5 separate regions of the Mus musculus genome follow, and regions 2, 3, 4 and 5 are each linked to region 1. The links are chromatin contacts, called in public HiChIP or PLAC-seq and promoter capture Hi-C maps. All regions are on one chromosome and are shown on one strand. The core of a region is the stretch at or near the end of the contact, and the rest is flanking DNA. Distances in the headings are between cores, read along the strand shown. Region 1 holds the start of Zrsr1 (zinc finger (CCCH type), RNA binding motif and serine/arginine rich 1). Region 2 has its middle 27 kb from the start of Gm46274. Region 3 overlaps Usp34 (ubiquitin specific peptidase 34). Region 4 overlaps Gm51939 (a long non-coding RNA gene). Region 5 holds the start of Usp34 (ubiquitin specific peptidase 34).

Region 1 (3,530 bases), core at 743-3,242:
CACTGCCTGGATTTGTTTAATTTTCTTGTGTGTGGGGGGGTACTCTTTAAATCTATTTTTACTAATGTTTAATTACATTATCCAAACCATATTGTAAGAGTAAAATCTTTCTCTATAAGAGGGACCCAGACCTTAACACAACTGACTCCATGATGGAAGTGCCATTCAGGCCATAAAACTCAGCACACAGACAGCACCACCTGCCAAAAATTAAAACAAAGATTTAATCAGTTAAAGCCCATAAGCTATGGGAAAGATTCTAAATGAACTGACCTTGCTTCTGACTAGTTCTGCTTCTGGCTAGATGTTCTTGTTAACTGAAATATGTCAACCTAGGATATGGTTTTGGTGCTTAAAAGGTCACCCTGAGAAAGGCTCAGTGTTGCACTGCAGTCCCAAACACACAGTGTAGTACCAGCAGCCTAATAAAGATTTTCTAGCTGAGTGACAGCATTGTAGCCCTTTAATCCCGGCACTCAGGAAGCAGTGTAATCAGTATAGTATTTTTTTAAAAGTCTTTACACATGTAAAAATAGCTTAGTCAGGACCTCCACTACAGCCAACACTGTGTCTGATACCCAGAACCCAGCAACTTCACACACTCAAGAGAACCTGATACAGGTATAAACCCCATGATGCGGACTGCTCTGCATATCTGGAGTGATACCTCCTAGATGAACCCTGTGGCTGGACAGTCTCCCCAGGATCCTGACCCTCAAATCAGAGACTTCTGTAAGACTGGACCTGACCTCCAGCTAAGATACATCACACAGGTGAGCACCTTGGGGATAAAGACTTAGGACCATATTTAGAAATTTAAAGTGTGAACCTTGTATGATGACCCTCAGCATAAAATATAACTTTTGCTATACACAGGTATCTACCTTCTTTCTTGTGACACAGAGGCAGGCAGAGCTTTCTTCTTAGTTAGGGTTTTACTGCTGTGAATAGACACCATGACCAAGGCAAGTCTTATAAAGGACAACATTTAACTAGGGCTGGCTTACAGATTCAGAGGTTCAGTCCATTACCATCAAGGCAGGAACACGGTAGCACACAGGCATGGTGCAGGAAGAGCTGAGAGTCTGACATCTTCATCTGAAAGCTGCTAGAAGACTAGCTTCCAGGCATCTAGGATGTGGGTCTTAAAGCCAATGACACACTTACTCCAGCAAGGCCACAGCTTCTAACAGTGCCACTCCCTATACAAACCATCACATTCTACTCCCTGGCCCCTATAGGCTTGTGCAAGCATAAGAGCCTATGGGGATCATACCTAAACATAGCATGATGCAAGGCCAGTCTAGTCTACAGAGCAAGTTCCAGGACAGCCACAGCTACACAGTAAAACCCTTGTCTCTGAAAAAACAAACAAACAAACAAACAAAAATAAAAGATTTTTTTCTTGGCTTAAACACTTGTCTGAGCAGTCTTCTCTGGTGAATACCCCACAAAACTACATTACAGAACAAATGAAAGGAATGTGTTTGCAAAAAACAAAACACATTCAATTTTTTATTCCCTTGGTTTTTCGAGACAGGGTTTCTCTGTGTAGCCCTGGCTGTCCTGGAACTCACACTGTAGACCAGGCTGGCCTCGAACTCAGAAATCCGCCTGCCTTTGCCTCCCGAGTGCTGGGATTAAAGGCGTGCGACACCACACCAGGCCCACATTCAATATTTAAAAAACAAAACAACAACAAAACCAAAACCCCTTACTTTCCACAAGAGTGAGGAGCTGAAGCCAGAAAAACGGTTTACCTGGTAAAGCCCTTGACAAACAAATATAAGAACTTAATTTCTATTCCCAGCACCCACATAAACAAGCCCGGGAAGGTGAGCTGCCAGCACCGGCATGGAGGGGTGCCCTGCAGTGAGACAAGCCTGCCCCGGCTCAGGGCTGAGCATTCTTACTGCAGGAGCACTCCCACTGCAGGGGGCGGAGACAAAAAAAGCAGTAAATCGTACTGCGCAGGCCTGCCTTTCCCGGAGTAAAGACGTAACTGCAGATTACAGGGTAACTGCGCAGATCAGACATACTGCGGATAACTGCAGATACCTGGATGACTGCGCAGGCGGACCGTACTGCAGATAACCACCCGCAACTGCGCAGGCCGGTCGGTAAGGCAGATAACCACTGTTCCAGCTGTACCATGGATAACCGGGTAACTACGTAGGCTGATCATACTACGGATAACCAGGTAACTGCGCAGGCCGGCCATGCCACGGAGGCTGGCCTTAAAGCGGATAACCGGGTAACTGCACAGGCCAGCTGTGCCATGCATAACCAGTAACTGCATAGGCTGGCCGTACCACAGATAACCACGGATACCTGGGTAACTGCGCAGGCAGGCCGTACTGCGGATAGCCAGGTAACTGCGCAGGCTGGCTGTACCACGGATAATCGCGGATAATTGGTAACTGCGGCCGCCCCACAGATAATTGGGTAACTGCGCAGGCAGGCCATACCACGGATAACTGGATAGACGGATAACTGCGCAAGCCGGCCATACCGGCCCGGCCGGGTAACTGCATGGGCAGGCCTATGTACTGCGGATAAACGGATAACCGGGTGACTGCCCAGGCAGGCCGTACTGCGGATAACTGGATAATCGGGTAACTGCGCAGACCATCCGTACCTCCGAAAACTGGGTAACTGCGCAGGCCTACCACGGATAAGTGGGTAACTGCGTGGGATAACTGGATAATCGGGTCACTGCGCAGGCAGGCTGTGCCACGGATAACCGGACAACCGGGTAACTGCACGGATAGGCTTTATCACGGGTAACTGGATAACCGGGTAATTGCGCAGGCTGGCAGTACCACGGATAACCGGATAACTGCGCAGGCAGGCCTACGTACTGCGGATAACCGAGTGACTGCGCAGGTAGGCGGTACAGCCCACATTCCAACGCAAACACTGGCCTTCGACTGCGCATGCGCACATTCAACTACTGGTTGCTGCATTGCGCAAACACGCCGGTGACTCAGCTGGTTCAAGCTTTCTAGGCTGGTGGAAAGGAAAGTCAACTGGGCTGAATGGTGCCACCCTGAAGTTGCTGTCCAGGAAGGTAACGAACATTAAACAGCAGAACAACTTAGCAGCGGGCGACATTTTCAATCCACAGCGTGAGAAAAAGAGATTATCGCGAGATCCGGGAAGAGCCCCCCCCCCCCCCCCCCCCCCCCCCCCCCCCCCCCCCGCTCTGCGGTAAAATGGCATCACGGCAGACCGCGATTCCTGAGAAACTCAGCCGAAAACAATACAAGGCGGCAATGAAGAAGGAGAAACGCAAGAAACGTCGGCAGAAAATGGCTCGGCTGAGAGCTCTGGAAGCCCCACCAGAGGAGGACGATGATGTTTCTGCTAACGAAGAACTTGCAGAGCGATTACTGGAGATAGAGCGGCAAAGATTACATGAAGAGTGGCTGCTGAGGGAGGAGAAGGCGCAAGAAGAATTCAGAATAAAGAAGAAAAAGGAAGAGGCCGCTAGAAAACAGAAGGAAGAACAGGAGAGACAAATAAAGGCC
Region 2 (3,530 bases), core at 612-3,111, 490 kb before region 1:
ATAGAAAAAATATAAAGGCTGTGTGTGTGTGTCTTTCATTAGGGAACCCAGAACACTGGGGTGGGTAGTGAGGAGCCTGCTGCAGCTGCCAGGATTGAAGTGAATAGATTAATTGGCTACACAACAATGCTGGAACACACAGTTTGCACTTCACTATAAGGAGAAATTTCCCTAAAAGCTGTTTTTCTCCATTGCTGTGTTTTCTCCTCTTCCTCCAGATACTCCTGATCCTCTTCCCACTTCTGCTCATGATTTTATTAATATTGGACACCTATAGCATACATTATCTTTTATATCTATAGCACACAGTATGCTTCATTTTTAGCAGACAAATCATTTTGAAGGCAAATTCCTTGATGAAATTCTATGTGTGGGTTCTTGTGGGTTCTTCCCAAGATATCTCTCTTCTGCCAGCTTTCTTCCCAAGGTGACCCCACAGGTCTGCTTGACAGAAAGTCTTCCCCAGCAGTTTAGGAACAGTGCCTCCTCAACATGGATGCACACCATCACCAGCCCTGTCCTGAGTGTTCCAGAGCAGACCGGATGTGGATTCGCTTCACTTGCATCTCATCCAGGAACCTAAAGTTTTTCTTCTTTGATGTCCTAGAACTGACATCAAAGGAGTCCTCTTTTCCCCATCACCTCTGAGAGTCAGGCAGGCAGTCACTAGGGTAGGATTTGGCCAACACCAGGATAGTCCCTTTTATAGTTAAAGTCATAAAGCAGAGGTGTCAAGTCAGTGGGAGTTGAGGAGCCATCTGGACCCTCATACCAGTGTTTATTGTGAGGATTAAAAGCATAAGGTACTGTAAAAATGGGAAACCTCAAACAAATGGGAGGAATTATGATAATCCAGATCTATAAAAGTAAACAAAGAAACAAACAGCACTGGTGATTTGCTCAACAGCTCTGTGAAGTTAAAGCCTGAAGATGTTTTCCTTGAAAGTCACAGAGGGAATTAAAGAGGCATCTGGTGAGTAACAAAAAGGGAAGGGCCCAAGAAACAGAAAACTCTGCTTCTCTCCACAGCCTCTAGCTCTCTGCACTGCTTCTGTGAGAACGTGGTGGGATCACGGCCTGCCATTTAGAAACTGACATTTCCTTACCTTCGAGTTTTCAGACCTCAAAAGTTCTGACAAATACTGGTGAAAGCATAGAATAGTACCATATCATTCAAATTTGAGCCAGTTTTCCACCCTAAGTGCCAACTTTTAAATAAAGTTTGTCCTTCCCAAAGCCTTTAAAAGAACCAGCATCCCTTTTACTTGGGAATATAAGAAAATAAAACTCAACTGACTTGCTATAACCAAGCAATTTGAAATCCTAGTTGCATCTTGAAAGATCAAAAAATCATTTTCCTGCCATACCCCCTCACCCTCTCCCAGCTACCCCAACCCCAGTGCCTGTGTGACTTGAGAGAAGCTTGCAGGCAATAAAGAAAGGCTTCAGAAGTTAAAGCCAGGCTCTGTTACCCTGGCTACTCCAGTAGGGCATGGTGCCAAGGAGACTCTGAGAAATCACAATTTAACACACAAGGTCCTTTTTTACTCCAGACTTACATGTAAGTGTGTTCACTATTTCATTAACTGTTAACTAAATATTACATTTCAAACACTAGTTCCTTCCATTTTCTTTGTTATTGGAGCTCAAAAAACAATACCCCAAAGTAAATACCTAGGGAGTAGGTCTCTGAAATAGTGGTCTTTCTCTCTGACTGTTTCCTCTGTTTCTCTCTCCTCCCCTTTCTTTCTTCCAAGAAAAACCATAGTAATAGTTTCCTGCTGAAAGACTACACTTCCCAGCTTCCCTAAGGACTATAGAAATCATTTCCACTCTACAAGGTTGCATCACATCTTTCCCTCTAGGCATTTTGGCCATCTGCATGCACATGTGAACAAAACAAAACAAAACAAAAAACCCAGTCCTGCTAAGGTCAGATCCCGCCTCTCTTTCCTTCTGCCTTCCATCACTCTAGAGCTGCCATTGGCAATCTAACATAGACATTAAAATTTCTCTTCCCCAAGGCAGAAAACCCAACTTGGAACCCTTTCCCCCAAAGTAAGGTCTAAAAACTAAGCCTGTTTCCTGCCTTTAGTATGGCAGAAGTCATAAGAAAAGTCTGTGATTTCTTTACCGCATAGTGATTTCTTTACCGCATAGTGAATCACACAGTTCTCATTTCATCAGGCTTCCTGCCCACACCCAGAAAGCTCTGGACAGATGGGCCTTGCTGCATTTGCACATTCTGTCTGTTAGCATGACGCCACACACCTATTGACCACTCACAGTTCTACATGGTTGTTTGTGGGGAGCTTTGGGGGGCCACTTGGCAGGAATCTGACATTGGCCAAGGACAAGAAAATGGGTTTCAGGCAGGAACCTGGCCTTAGGCCATGACAAGGAAGTAAACTCAGGCAGGAATCTTGATTTTAGGCTAGAACAAAGAAGTAGACCTCAGGCAAGGATGTGATTTTGGTCTTGGACAAGGAAGTAGACTCAGACACCTTGGTCATCCTGACAAGCCCTTAGAAACGGTGATCTTAGGAGTGACCACGGGACTTTGCTTATTGCCTTGTTTGTCCCTTGACTATTTGTGTTTATTGTACTGTTTGCCCTTGTTGCTTGCATGTAACTAAAACGGTATAAAAGTGGATTGGGGAAAAATAAACATGCCTTCAGTCTCAGAATTGACTGAGGCCATGCTGCAGTATTGTCAAATTGTCTCTTTCTTTTCTTTTCTTTTAATTAGGTATTTTCTTCATTTACATTTCCAATACTATCCTAAAAGTCCCCCATGCCCTCCCCCCACACTCCCCTACCCACCCACTCCGACTTCTTGGCCCTGGTGTTCCCCTGTACTGAGGCATATAAAGTTTGCAAGACCAATGGGCCTCTCTTTCCACTGATGGCCGACTAGGCCATCTTCTGCTACATATGCAGCTAGAGACACGAGCTCCAGGGAGTACTGGTGAGTTCATATTGTTGTTCCACCTACAGGGTTGCAGATCCCTTTAGCTCTTTGGGTAATTTCTCTAGCTCCTCCATTGGGGGCCCTGTGATCCCTCCAATAGCTGACTGTGAGCATCCACTTCTGTGTTTGTTGGCCCCAGCATAAACTCACAAGAGACAGCTATATCAGGGTCCTTTCAGCAAAATCTTGCTAGTGTATGCAAAGAGACATTAGATACAATTTGCAAAACCCATGTCTCTTTCTTTTCAATCCTTGCTCCTGCACTGGAGAACCTGTTGACTGACTCAGCAGGCTCCATCAGGTGGTGCCTCAATGATGGAGCTCCAGTAAGCAGGGTACAGAGAAGGACACAGTGGGAAGAGGAAATGTGAGCAGAAGAAAATTTGAGCCAGCTGTGAGTAAACCCCATAAGAATGGGGCAAGGAAATGGTAGAATGCTTTTTGTATATATATGCTTAAAAATATGCTAAAGGTCAGAAGACCGAAAATAAGTCAGAAACAAAGTACCCAGTTTCTGATTTTTATAGGAGAAATCTGTCCTTCTTTGGTATGATAAGTT
Region 3 (3,530 bases), core at 327-2,826, 430 kb after region 1:
TGGAACTCAGGACCTCAAGCTAAGACATTTTTTCCCTCCCCTCCCCTCCCCTCCCCTCCCCTCCCCTCCCCTCCCCTCCCCTCCCCTCCCCTCCCCTCCCCTCCCTTCCCCTCCCTTCCCCTCCCTTCCCCTCTCTTCTCTCTTTCCATTTCAAATGTTATCCCTGTTCCTGGTTTCCCCTCTGAAAAACACCCTCCCCATAGCTGTTCCTTATTTAGATTTTTGACACTGGGTCTCATATGAACCAGGCTGCTCTCAAATTCAGTATGTAGCTGAGGCTTACCTTGATTGAACTCTTTATCCTTCTGCATAGTCTTCTCTCCCCACACCCCACCTTCTTGACACACACCTCTAGACAGAATATTACTCGAAGACCCAACTTGCCCTTAAACTAAAACTCCTCCTCTTCAGCTCCCTGGATGCTGGGAATATATAGGCATACACCACAGCTTACAAAGCTTTGCCATATCTTTTATATATTGAATTTATGTAAGTATAGATGATCGTGTGCTTGTAGATCCTAGACCCAAAATACCACATATACAGAAGGACCACTTTATATTAGCTTAGTAAAATGATTGTCATTAGATCATTGTTGTTACTTACAGAATATTTCTTTGGTATTCAGCGCATTTCATTAACACTGGGAATTACAGTTATAGTAGTAGCAGTATAATAATAAATTCATTTATACTCTATGGAAAATACCAGGGTGTTAGGTTTTATCTTTTTTCCCCTTCTGCCATGCTGCCTTACTTGGGCAATGGATGAAAACTTGCTTTTTAAATGTGTTTTTGAAAGCATCCTTTTTCTAGTCTTTGTTTTATTTGCTCACCTTTTTCAACTTAAGTTTTATCAAATGATAACGGCAAAATTCAGGTTCATTAAAAATTGTGCTTTCCTTTAATCTCTTCACAAATAGGTCAGAATTTAACTTAGTGAGTTTTTGTTGTACATAGAATGATAATCTGCGAAGAAATAAGAAAGAGACGTGGAAATTATGAAACACGGATAAACTTCTATTTCAAAAGTTGCTTGGGAACAATGATCAGCTAATATAAAAAATGCCGAGGCGCTGGAATGATTGCAGAGCAGTTAAGAGCGCAGGCTGCTCTTACTGAGGTCCTGAGTTTGAACTCCCAGCACCGACATGGTGGCTCAGGACAATCTATAAAGGGATCTGATGCCCTCCTCTGGCCTGCAGGTGTACATGCAGCAGAGCTTTCATACATAAAAAACAAACAAAAAAAGAGAATGTTAATGAGAAGTTGAAAAATGCTACTTCCACCTAATCATTTTCTTGGATACATTTATCCTAAGAAACATAGTATTAAATTTTCAGACATTTTTAAAAGTAAGGGTAGGAAATTTTCGCAAAACAGTTTTTAAAATTGAAGTTAAATTTTTTATTTCTTCTGATCTATTGATAAAATAGTGTTCTTATTTTATGTAGAGTTTAAAATGTGAAGAACTTCATCTTCATGCAGAAAATCTTTCAAGGCGTGTCTGGGAGTTGCTGATGCTTCTTCCGACTTGTCCCAACATGCTGACGGCATTCCAGAATGTCTCAGACGAGCAGGTGAGCCCACCCGCAGGCTTTGTACTCTCCCAGCAGTGTTTGTGTACAGAGATAGATGGAGGCTAGAGGTCCTCTTTGGATACCACCACCACCACCATCATCATCCCTGCTACACACACACACACACACACACACACACACACACCTCTGCCCTCTCAATGGCAGTAATACAGACATGTGACAGCTATGCTCAACTTTTTCAAAGGGTACTTGGGATCCAACTTTATGTTTCTGAGGTAAATATGTTACTGATTGAGCTATCTCAGTAATCTCCTTTTGCTAATTTAATAGGAAAAAAGTGTCAATTTAAATATCATTTTTTTAAAAGTTATGTAACATAAGTAAAATGCAAGTGATCTTTTGTTAAATTGTCTTTAGAAAAATAGGAATTTGCCTTTTAAAAAAAGATTTTGTGTATTACATGTATGAGTGATTTGTTTGTATATATCTGTGCACCGTGTGCATGCCTGGCACTGCAGAAACCAGAAGAAGGTGTTGGTTCCCCTGGAACTAGAGTTGTGGATGACTGAACTGCCATTGGGTGCTAGGAATTGAATCTGAGTCCTCTTCAAGAGCAATAAGTACTTTTAATTACTGAGCCATCTCTCCAGCCCCAGAGTAGTGCTTTTATTGATAAGGTTTTTAAAAACTTGTATGTTTTGAATATTTCTTTTTGACAGCAAAACTAGGAAAATTGAGATAAATATAATGTGATGATGAAGTAACAGCCATCAGACCTTGTTTTAGGTTGTTATACAGATCCAATGACAGAATTGTAAAAACAAGGCAACAGAATTTAATACATAGTTAATGTTTCTTCTATAATATCAGATTACGTATAGAAAGTGTTGGATATCATTGTAAATGCCTTTACAGTGAAAGATTACATTACAAAGAGATTTATGCTATTTTCTTTCAATGCTAAGTTCTTGAGAGTACATGTATGTACGTGAGTGAGGTCCCTATGGAGGCAGAAGAGGGTGTTGCATCCCCAGGAGTGGTAGTTACAAGTAGTTTTTAGCCACTCTACATTGATGCTGGGAACCATAACACGAGCCATATATATTCTTAACCTCTTAGTCATCTTTCCATCCCCTCTTTGAGGTAGGAAACATTAGCTACCCTCCTTTGGAGGCAGGGACTGACTATGTAGCCCTGGTTGGCATGGAAATCATCATATATCCTAGGTTGTCCTTGAACTAAAAAAAGATCTGCCTTCCTTTGCCAAGCCCTGAGATAAAAGGTGTGTGCCTCCACACCTAGCCCAAGAATGCTTTTTTTTTTTTTTTTAAGATTTATTTATTTATTTATTACATGTAAGTACACTGTAGCTGTCTTCAGACACACTAAGAGAGGGCGTCACAACTCATTACAGGTGGTTGCTGGGATTTGAACTCAGGACCTTTTGGAAGAGCAGTCAGTGCTCTTAACCACTGAGCTATCTCTCCAGACCTCCCCAAGAATGCTTTTAAAAGCTACATAACAAGGGGTTTCTTCAAGGAAGATCTATTGCAAGACTCATGTGTAATGAATAAAAAAAAAAACAAATGGCGTATTGTTACATACCACTCACTATCTGATTTGCCACACCATCATATGAGTTCAGAAGTCTGACTTCTTAAATTACTTGACTTGAAAAAGGATTGGCTCTAGAATGTGGTTTGTGATCACTTTAGTAATAACATTTCAAAGCTACATATTATGCCAACATTAGTTCATACATTGATAGCAGAGACAGCAATTTCTAATTTAATTATTTTTCTGTGCTTTTTTTGATAAAATCTTTAATTTTAACAATATTTAATGAATGGTTTGTACTTTAAACATGCTGCCGATACCATTTCTTTTTGTCTTAGATTTTGATGTTTTTAAAGTGTGCAATATCTGTGTTTCGTGCTAGTATTTTTATGAGTTTTAGGACTTCAGAGAATTATCTAGAAAGTTGTCTTGC
Region 4 (3,530 bases), core at 284-2,783, 410 kb before region 1:
AAAACTATGTTAATAACCAGGGAGATGGCCCGGGGGGAAAAGCCTAGTGACCTGAGCTCCATGCCCAGAAATCACCAAAGCTGGATGTGGTGGCACACACAATCCTAGCACTAGTGAAATGGGAGAGGACAGCTAGCCCAGAGTGCACTGCAAAGTCACAGAAACAAAAGGAGACACATAAGAGCCAACCCCAAAAGTGTCCTCTGACCAATAGACCTGTGTGCAAACATATTCGTATACCCGGGCACACACATGCACATATACAAATTTTTAAAATTTTTAAATACAAAAACAGATACCCCTGAGTACAGGTTTAAGATGCTAATCAGATATGTAAGTCATGAAATTATGCATAAAATTACAGGTGACAGAGTATGCATAAAAAAGTCCATGTTAAAAAGATGACCCAGGGGCTGGTGAGATGGCCCAGTGGGTTAGAGCACCTGACTGCTCTTCCGAAGGTGCAGAGTTCAAATCCCAGCAACCACATGGTGGCTCACAACCATCCGTAACAAGATCTGACCCCCTCTTCTGGAGTGTCTGAAGACAGCTACAATGTACTTACATATAATAAATAAATAAATAAATAAATCTTTAAAAAAAAAAAAAAAAAAAAAAAAAAGATGACCCAGAAAGCCCATACTGTGTGACATAAAAGCTTCCACTCTTATACCGTGGTGCCAACCCCTTTCTCTGCTCCAGTCTTCTTCCTTCTCCATCAGAGCACACTGTCATTTAATAAACTGCCTGTCTCTGCTCAGTTCTTTGAGGAAAGAACCTGAAACCCCTCCCTCCAGCCCTCCCAGTAGCAGCTGGCATCAGGATCTCTTTTGTATATGTCTGTCACTGGCTGAAATGGGGTTGTACAACACATGGCTGGTTGTATTATTGTTGTATTATGTTACTGTTGTGATTACAGTGACTTTTCCTGCTTTGCAAATGAGAAAACTGTATGAGGGGTGGTCTAAAAAGACCCAGAGTGCTATTTGAACTGGAATTCAAACTGAGATATTCAGTAGCTTGCCTATAGTTCTGTTCTACAGATTCATTGAAGTCCTTTGCCCTGGCAGACCCTGGACGTTCTAGGATGAGGAAGATGCTGTTACATCCTTATGAGACTTACAGCCAAAACTTAGAATGCAGAACAAATGAAAAGTGTTAGGTGGGGGTAACTCTGGGCTCCCCAGACCCACCCCTTTCCTATTTCAAACAGCCAAGAGGCCTGGAGCAAGAGGCCACTGGTGAAGCTGGGAAGCAGACAGGCTTTGCAATGAGTTGGCAACCACACCTGCCCCCCCACCTCCCTTAAAATAAAACTGATAGCTGGTTTTTATAAAGCAGAAATCCAGCAGATACAAGCTGAGAAGCCAGAGAAGACATGGGGCCAGCCAGCAGGGTGGGAAGAAGGCAGTTCTGAAAAAAGCTATTTGCATCCTCGCTGGCTCTGAGCCAGCTAAGCCGCCCATACACTGCCCTGTTTCTCCAGAAAGGGACTGAATTGGAACGCTGAGAATGAGAGAGTTGCTTGTTAGCACACAATCCCAGCTTCTTCAGTCCTCTGCAGCTCTACAAAGCCATGAATCAGGGCTTCTACATTTTTAAAGCTTAGATGAGAAGCTGCGGGTTCTCATCAGCATGTATGATAAAGGTTTACAAAATACCAGGCAAATAGTTTTTGAAATCAGTTTTTGGTCCTGGAGAAACAAGGAGACGCTCACTGATTCAGCAGTGCATGGATGAGGAAGCCACAGGGCTCAAATGTACAAGCTACTTAGTAATGAGAGAGAGAGAGAGACTATGTCTGTATGTCTGTGTGTCTGTGTGCATATGTATGCGTGTGTATGTGTATGTGTGTCTGTGTCTGTATATGTCTGTGTGCACACGAGCATGCATGTATGTCTGGGTCTGTGTGTGTCTGTGTGTGCATATGTGTGTCCTTGTGTGTGCGCACACAGGAATGCTTGAGTGTACTGTATATGCACATGTGTATACTGATGCATGAACCAGTATGCGCACTCAGCAAGGTCAGAGAAGGACATTAGGTGTCCTTATTCTTTGAAGACAGGATCTCTCACTCAACTTGAAGCTAAGTTAGTAACCAGCAAGCCTCAGGGGTGGTCCTATCTCCATCCTGTACAATGCTTAGGTAGGCTCCTGTGGCCACGCCAGGCTTATTATTATTTATTATTATTATTATCATTATTATCACTGGTACTAAAATGTGAACTCAGTTCTTCATGCTTGTCCAGTAAGCAATCTTACCCTCCTTTCATCCATTATAACATCTTAATGCAAATTTTTACTTGTTTTCTTTCCATTTCTGATTTTTGTTTATGAGGTTAACACACACATACACTTAGAGCGTTATTGTATGACTCCTTCTCACACAAAACTTCCACAAAGGGGTGTCTGGCTTATTTTGAAAACTTGAGTCTGTAAAGCTACAAAAACAGCTCCCTGGGCGGTAAAACAGCTCTTGCTGCATGAGATGGAATAAGCCCTTTTACAAATAAACCCAAACCAACAAATAGATTGAAAAATGAAACACACACACACACACACACTCCAAAAGCCTAAGACCTCTCAAGCCGCTGCCACAATGCTTCCTCCACTCGTGGAGGCCAAGCAACCAAGAGTTCACAAATTTCCTCACCAAAGATAAAAACACTTTGCTCTCAGCAAACCTAGCTATAGTTAATAACACACACAGTATCAGGCACAGATCTGAATACGTACATGCCAGGAAAGAGATTTTTATTATTTCAGTGGAGAACACTCCACCTTATGCTCTATTCAGGGACAAAAGCAAAGTTATGCAAGTGGAAAATACACTGGAAACAGTATCGGGCTCTCCTACAAAAACATTCCTGCCTTGTCATTTTGATCATTTGAGGCAAATGCTTAGGGGCTGGAACGTGAAGAATCAGACTCATCACTCATCCTGAGAGTAACCTGTCCCAAGTGTGTTTGACTTTAGTTCCTTTCCTGGAGGCCAAGCTGTTCTAGGATAGATGGGAGCAGGGGTGGAGTGGGGGTGGGAGTTTGTGCTGCCAACCTCAAGTCTCCTGGTAAATGTGCAACAGAAAGCATGGTTAAGAGCTCACTCCTGCTATTACTGACTGAAAGATGATCAAGTACCCCAATAGAGTATTCTACTATATCCATGCATGTGCACATGTACACACACTCACTCACACATCCATTGTGTTTTGTTTTGTTTTGTTTTGTTTTGTTTTTGGTGTTTTGTTTTGTTTTGCTAAAATCTGGCCTCTGAACAGGGAAATTATGCTAAGATTGGAGAGTCTTCAATTCTTTCACAACAAACAAAACCACAACCAAAATAGAATTACTTGCATATAGGGGCAGAGTGAAAGACAGGATAGGTGGATGCTTGTGTGTGCTATCATGAACCCACTTAGGGAAGCGCCTTATCACCAAGTTAACCGATGGCTGCAAAATACACTTTTTAAAAAATCTAGCCCCTTAGCAGATTGAGAATTTTTTTTCTTTCATCCTTGATTGGCTTAGAC
Region 5 (3,530 bases), core at 727-3,226, 330 kb after region 1:
CAAAAACAGCATGAAGTTAGAAGCAGTTCTAGTGCACAGAAAAAGTGTGACACACCTTGACAAGACATCGTAGAAGATTAATACCGGGGCCCTCATTAACATGTGCTCAAGTTTTGGTTTGGGGTCATGCACATGACCTTTCAGACTTTGTTGTCATATCCCTGTGGAAGTATCTTAGAAACAGAAATTAGTGAAGGTAAAAACTAACACTAAGTTGTCCTGTAAAAATTGTTTAAAAAATTACTCTTTTTTTTTTTGCCTTAATGTATGTATGTATGTATGTATGTATGTATGTATGTGTGTGTGTGTGCTAGGAGTGTGGACGGTGACCGCAGAAGTCTGAAGAGGGATTCGAATGCCCTGGAACAGGATATAGATGGTTATGAGCACCATGTGGGTGCTGGGAATTGAATCTGGATCCTCCGCAAGAGTTTCAAGTGCTCTTATTGCTGAGCCATCTTTCTGAGCTTCTAGTTCTTTTTTTTTTTTTTTTTTTTTTTTAAGATTTATTTATTTATTATATATGTAAGTACACTGTAGCTGTCTTCAGACGCACCAGAAGAGGGCATCAGATCTCATTACGGGTGGTTGTGAGCCACCATGTGGTTGCTGGGATTTGAACTTCGGACCTTCGAAAGAGCAGTCGGGTGCTCTTACCCACTGAGCCATCTCACCAGCCCGAGCTTCTAGTTCTTAATGCAATACCAAACTTAAGTTGGGTGTCCCTTTCACTTGTTTTCCACTCCTGGCTCCATTTCTTTTGGCACTGGGCAAATGGGGTTATAAAAGTCGCTCAGGCTGCCTTCGAACTCGGAGCAACCCTCCTGCCTGCATTTAGGAAGTACTGTCGTAAACCATCACGCCAGGCTTCGTTCCTCACGGTACTAGCTCTCGCTGTCTCTCTCTGATGAAAAAGCCTAATAGAGCGTTTCCGATGAAGAATGAATGGGTAGACACACACGTTGTAAGACCTCGTGCGTAAAAACGAGGTGTCACGGTTTCTCAACCGCGCCATTTCTAGTCCTGTCAAGGTGTTTCACTGCTGAGGATCCATGAGCCTCACAGAACCGCACGGCTGAGATAAACAGGGATTCAGGTTAAGACGCGCCCTGGGCTGTTCCATTCTCCCGAAGCCAGGTGGGGAGCGAGCCGCGGCGTTGCCAGCATCTGCTGACCCGCGGCCGTCTCCACCCTCAAAGTACCCGAAGGACAGGCAAACTTCACCGCTTCCCCTCGGGGGTGCGGGAGATCAGGAGGCGCCGCGCCGCGGCAGGGGACGGGGCGGGCCATCCGTCGCGGCTCCGGCCGAGTCTCCCGGAGCGCGGAGCCCGTAGGGGCGGGAGAGGCCGCGTACCCGCGACCCGCCCGCAGCCTCCGCCATCTTCCACTCACCCGCCTCCCCCCGCGGCGGCGGGCGGCGCGCTCCCCTTCCGGCCGCTGACAGAGATCCGGCTGGGCGGGGAGGGCGAGCGCGCACAGGGGGTGGACCGAGGGCGGGGAGGCCGGACGGAAGAGGAAAGGGAGGGCGGCCAGCGGCTCCGGCAGGGCGTGCGGCGTGTGTGCGGAGAGAGGCGGAGGGCGGGGGCAGCGAGGAGGGCGGAGGAATGAGTGCGCGAGGCGCCTCTCTTCGGCTCCTTCGCCTGGGCGGAAAGAGCCGAGCGCAGCCCGAGCGCTCCATTAAAATGGCGGCGGCGGCGGCGGTGGCCGCGGCGTCTGGTCGGTGGTGAAGTGACTCTGCTGCTTCTCTCCCCACCCACCCCTCCCTCTCCCCTCCCCCGTCCTTCCCCCTTCCCCCGCCGCCGGCGCCTAGGCGCCCCTGAGGCCTGCGCTCCCCTCGCCCCCCTCCTCGCCCCCGCCCGCTCCCGCTCCCGGGCCCGCCGGCCCCCTCCCCCACCCGCGGCTCCCCGCCCCGTCCTCGCCGCCGCCGCCCGCCCTCGTCGCTTCCCCGCCCCGCCGGCAGGCCGGCCCCCTCCCCTGCCTCCGTCCCCTCCCCCCCGCCGGTCGGGATCAGTCAGCGCGATCCTAAGCGGGGGAGGGGGGGGCGGCGGCCGAACGATGTGCGAGAACTGCGCAGACCTGGTGGAGGTGTTAAATGAAAGTAAGTCGCCGGGTAGGGGACCCGTCGGGGTGCACGGTTTGGGGGTCCCTGGGCTGTGCTCTCCCGCCTTGCCTGCCTTCCCGGCCTGCGGGCTGCGGCGACCGGGCCGGCCCGGCGTACGGGCCTGTGTGCCCGGGAAGGTGCGTGGTGGCGGCGGCCGTCGCGGCGCCTCGGGCCCAGGCCGCCGGGTTACCTGGGCGCCCGAGAGGCCGCGGCGCAGCCCCGGCCGGGTCCGGCTTGGGCGGTCTCGGAAAGTTTCCTCATTACAGGTGTCAATTAATGAAGGCACTAATGAGCCCTTCCGCCCCTTTCCCCCTTCGAGGAAGGTGTGGGGAGGTGGGGTCGGAGGACTAGGCTTTGCTCTGCAGTCCGAGCCTCAGGGCCGCCCTCTTTGATTTCCAGCGTGCTGGGGAGGCCTCGCTTACCTGCTAATTTTCGTTAAAGTCCGTGGGAGAAGGGTGGTGATTTTTCCATCCCTTGAGGGTGTGTGGGTGTATTCAATCCATCTGCCAGCCCTTAAATAGCAGAAATTGAACTGCAATAGTGATGATTGGAACCGTCTTACCTTAATTAAAAATAAAGGTGATAGTATTTCTTTAGTACCATTCGTCGTTTAAGTAGTAAAGTCTATTATAAGGAGATCTCTACCAACGACAACCACCCCGAGTTAGTCATGGTCTGTCTCTGAAAATGAGAGGCCTTACTCCTTATTCTTTATTATTGTATTACATATTTTATTTTTGGCCTTGCAAGATTGCATTTCTGCTTAAGAAACAGGGAATATTGCACGTCAGCCACTTGTGGGCCCAGAGGTGGTTTAGATGAAAAGATAATTTACACAAACTTGATTTGTGACAAATATTCATTTGAGGTATTGGAATTTATATTCAGTGTGATATTTTGACAGATTTCGAAACTACTTATTCCTTTTAATTCATTCATTTAAAAAGTCTATTTGTAGATTGTAATTCCCTTTTGGTTGCTTAATTTTTACTTTATTATGTGCTTGAGTTTCACTTTAATGGCTAAAAGGTTTATAATTTATTTTCAGCTATGTATTTAGTTCCTGACAGATTAAAGTAGGTGTTTTGTATATATTCAAACTACATTTTCCCATATCTGTGTCATCCTACATTTTCCTAGTATTTTATAAGGTTATTCCTATTTTGACATAAATTTCATTCTTGGTAGAAGTGATATGGTAAACATAGTTCCTTAGTACTTATTTCAGTAAAACATTTTGTATCTTAGAAATACATTGATGATTGTGACTCTCTGTTCTCCAACTTGAAAGTACTTAATTGTTTAGTATACTTTAGGAAAAATAGTTTGGGAGAAGTGATTTAAAGATTCTGTAGGTATGTGTGTGTCTGTTTACAGATATATTCCTGTGAGTGCAGCTGCCCAAGTAAGCATCAGGTCCCCTGGAGCT

Evidence for each region. Promoter capture Hi-C pulls out the DNA fragments that hold promoters and counts their contacts. HiChIP or PLAC-seq counts read pairs in DNA pulled down with a chosen protein or histone mark.
Region 2: a promoter capture Hi-C map of trophoblast stem cells shows a contact between it and region 1, with 6 times the contacts expected there. The contact joins the enhancer-like site here to the promoter of Zrsr1 in region 1. A contact is called at or near these places in 6 of 39 promoter capture datasets (the 3T3-L1 cell line, 3T3-L1-derived adipocytes, cranial neural crest and 3 more) and 1 of 115 datasets of contacts at active chromatin or transcription factors (large pre-B cells).
Region 3: a contact with region 1 is called in an H3K4me3 HiChIP or PLAC-seq map of embryonic stem cells, with 8 read pairs. The contact joins the enhancer-like site here to the promoter of Zrsr1 in region 1. A contact is called at or near these places in 17 of 39 promoter capture datasets (the 3T3-L1 cell line, 3T3-L1-derived adipocytes, the HPC-7 cell line and 12 more) and 6 of 115 datasets of contacts at active chromatin or transcription factors (astrocytes, embryonic basal ganglia, embryonic stem cells and 2 more).
Region 4: a contact with region 1 is called in a promoter capture Hi-C map of hippocampal neurons, with 3 times the contacts expected there. The contact joins the enhancer-like site here to the promoter of Zrsr1 in region 1. A contact is called at or near these places in 7 of 39 promoter capture datasets (the 3T3-L1 cell line, 3T3-L1-derived adipocytes, embryonic stem cells and 3 more), 1 of 15 datasets of contacts at CTCF or cohesin (large pre-B cells), 5 of 115 datasets of contacts at active chromatin or transcription factors (embryonic stem cells and large pre-B cells) and 3 of 9 other capture datasets (adipose tissue, embryonic stem cells and liver).
Region 5: an H3K4me3 HiChIP or PLAC-seq map of the SCID.adh cell line shows a contact between it and region 1, with 15 read pairs. The contact joins the promoter of Usp34 here to the promoter of Zrsr1 in region 1. A contact is called at or near these places in 6 of 39 promoter capture datasets (cranial neural crest, frontonasal cranial neural crest, liver and 3 more), 1 of 484 Hi-C or Micro-C datasets (embryonic stem cells), 20 of 115 datasets of contacts at active chromatin or transcription factors (the 230-238 cell line, the SCID.adh cell line, embryonic basal ganglia and 14 more) and 3 of 9 other capture datasets (adipose tissue, liver and pancreatic islet).

The regions. Positions count from the first base shown.
Region 1 is chr11:22,970,013-22,973,542 of GRCm38.p6, forward strand. Zrsr1 (zinc finger (CCCH type), RNA binding motif and serine/arginine rich 1) reads left to right here and starts at 1,993. Exons shown (of 1, transcript NM_011663.3): 1 at 1,993-3,530. The coding sequence starts at 3,216. The region is part of intron 1 of Commd1 (COMM domain containing 1); the gene reads right to left.
Region 2 is chr11:22,480,375-22,483,904 of GRCm38.p6, forward strand. No RefSeq gene overlaps it. Among named protein-coding and RNA genes, the nearest start is that of Gm46274, 27 kb to the right of the region's middle. Within about 2 kb of position 1,862, at least 45 of the 459 cell types and tissues checked have an H3K27ac peak or open chromatin away from gene starts, as enhancers often do. A contact at or near this core is called in 3T3-L1-derived adipocytes and trophoblast stem cells, where this site is marked.
Region 3 is chr11:23,400,000-23,403,529 of GRCm38.p6, forward strand. Usp34 (ubiquitin specific peptidase 34) reads left to right here. Exons shown (of 80, transcript NM_001190401.2): 30 at 1,454-1,579. Among named protein-coding and RNA genes, the nearest start is that of Gm22753, 78 kb to the right of the region's middle. Within about 2 kb of position 1,577, at least 7 of the 459 cell types and tissues checked have an H3K27ac peak or open chromatin away from gene starts, as enhancers often do. A contact at or near this core is called in embryonic stem cells, where this site is marked.
Region 4 is chr11:22,559,503-22,563,032 of GRCm38.p6, forward strand. The region is part of intron 1 of Gm51939 (a long non-coding RNA gene); the gene reads right to left. Among named protein-coding and RNA genes, the nearest start is that of Gm51939, 23 kb to the right of the region's middle. Within about 2 kb of position 1,534, at least 77 of the 459 cell types and tissues checked have an H3K27ac peak or open chromatin away from gene starts, as enhancers often do. A contact at or near this core is called in hippocampal neurons, where this site is marked.
Region 5 is chr11:23,304,919-23,308,448 of GRCm38.p6, forward strand. Usp34 (ubiquitin specific peptidase 34) reads left to right here and starts at 1,977. Exons shown (of 80, transcript NM_001190401.2): 1 at 1,977-2,098. The coding sequence starts at 2,056.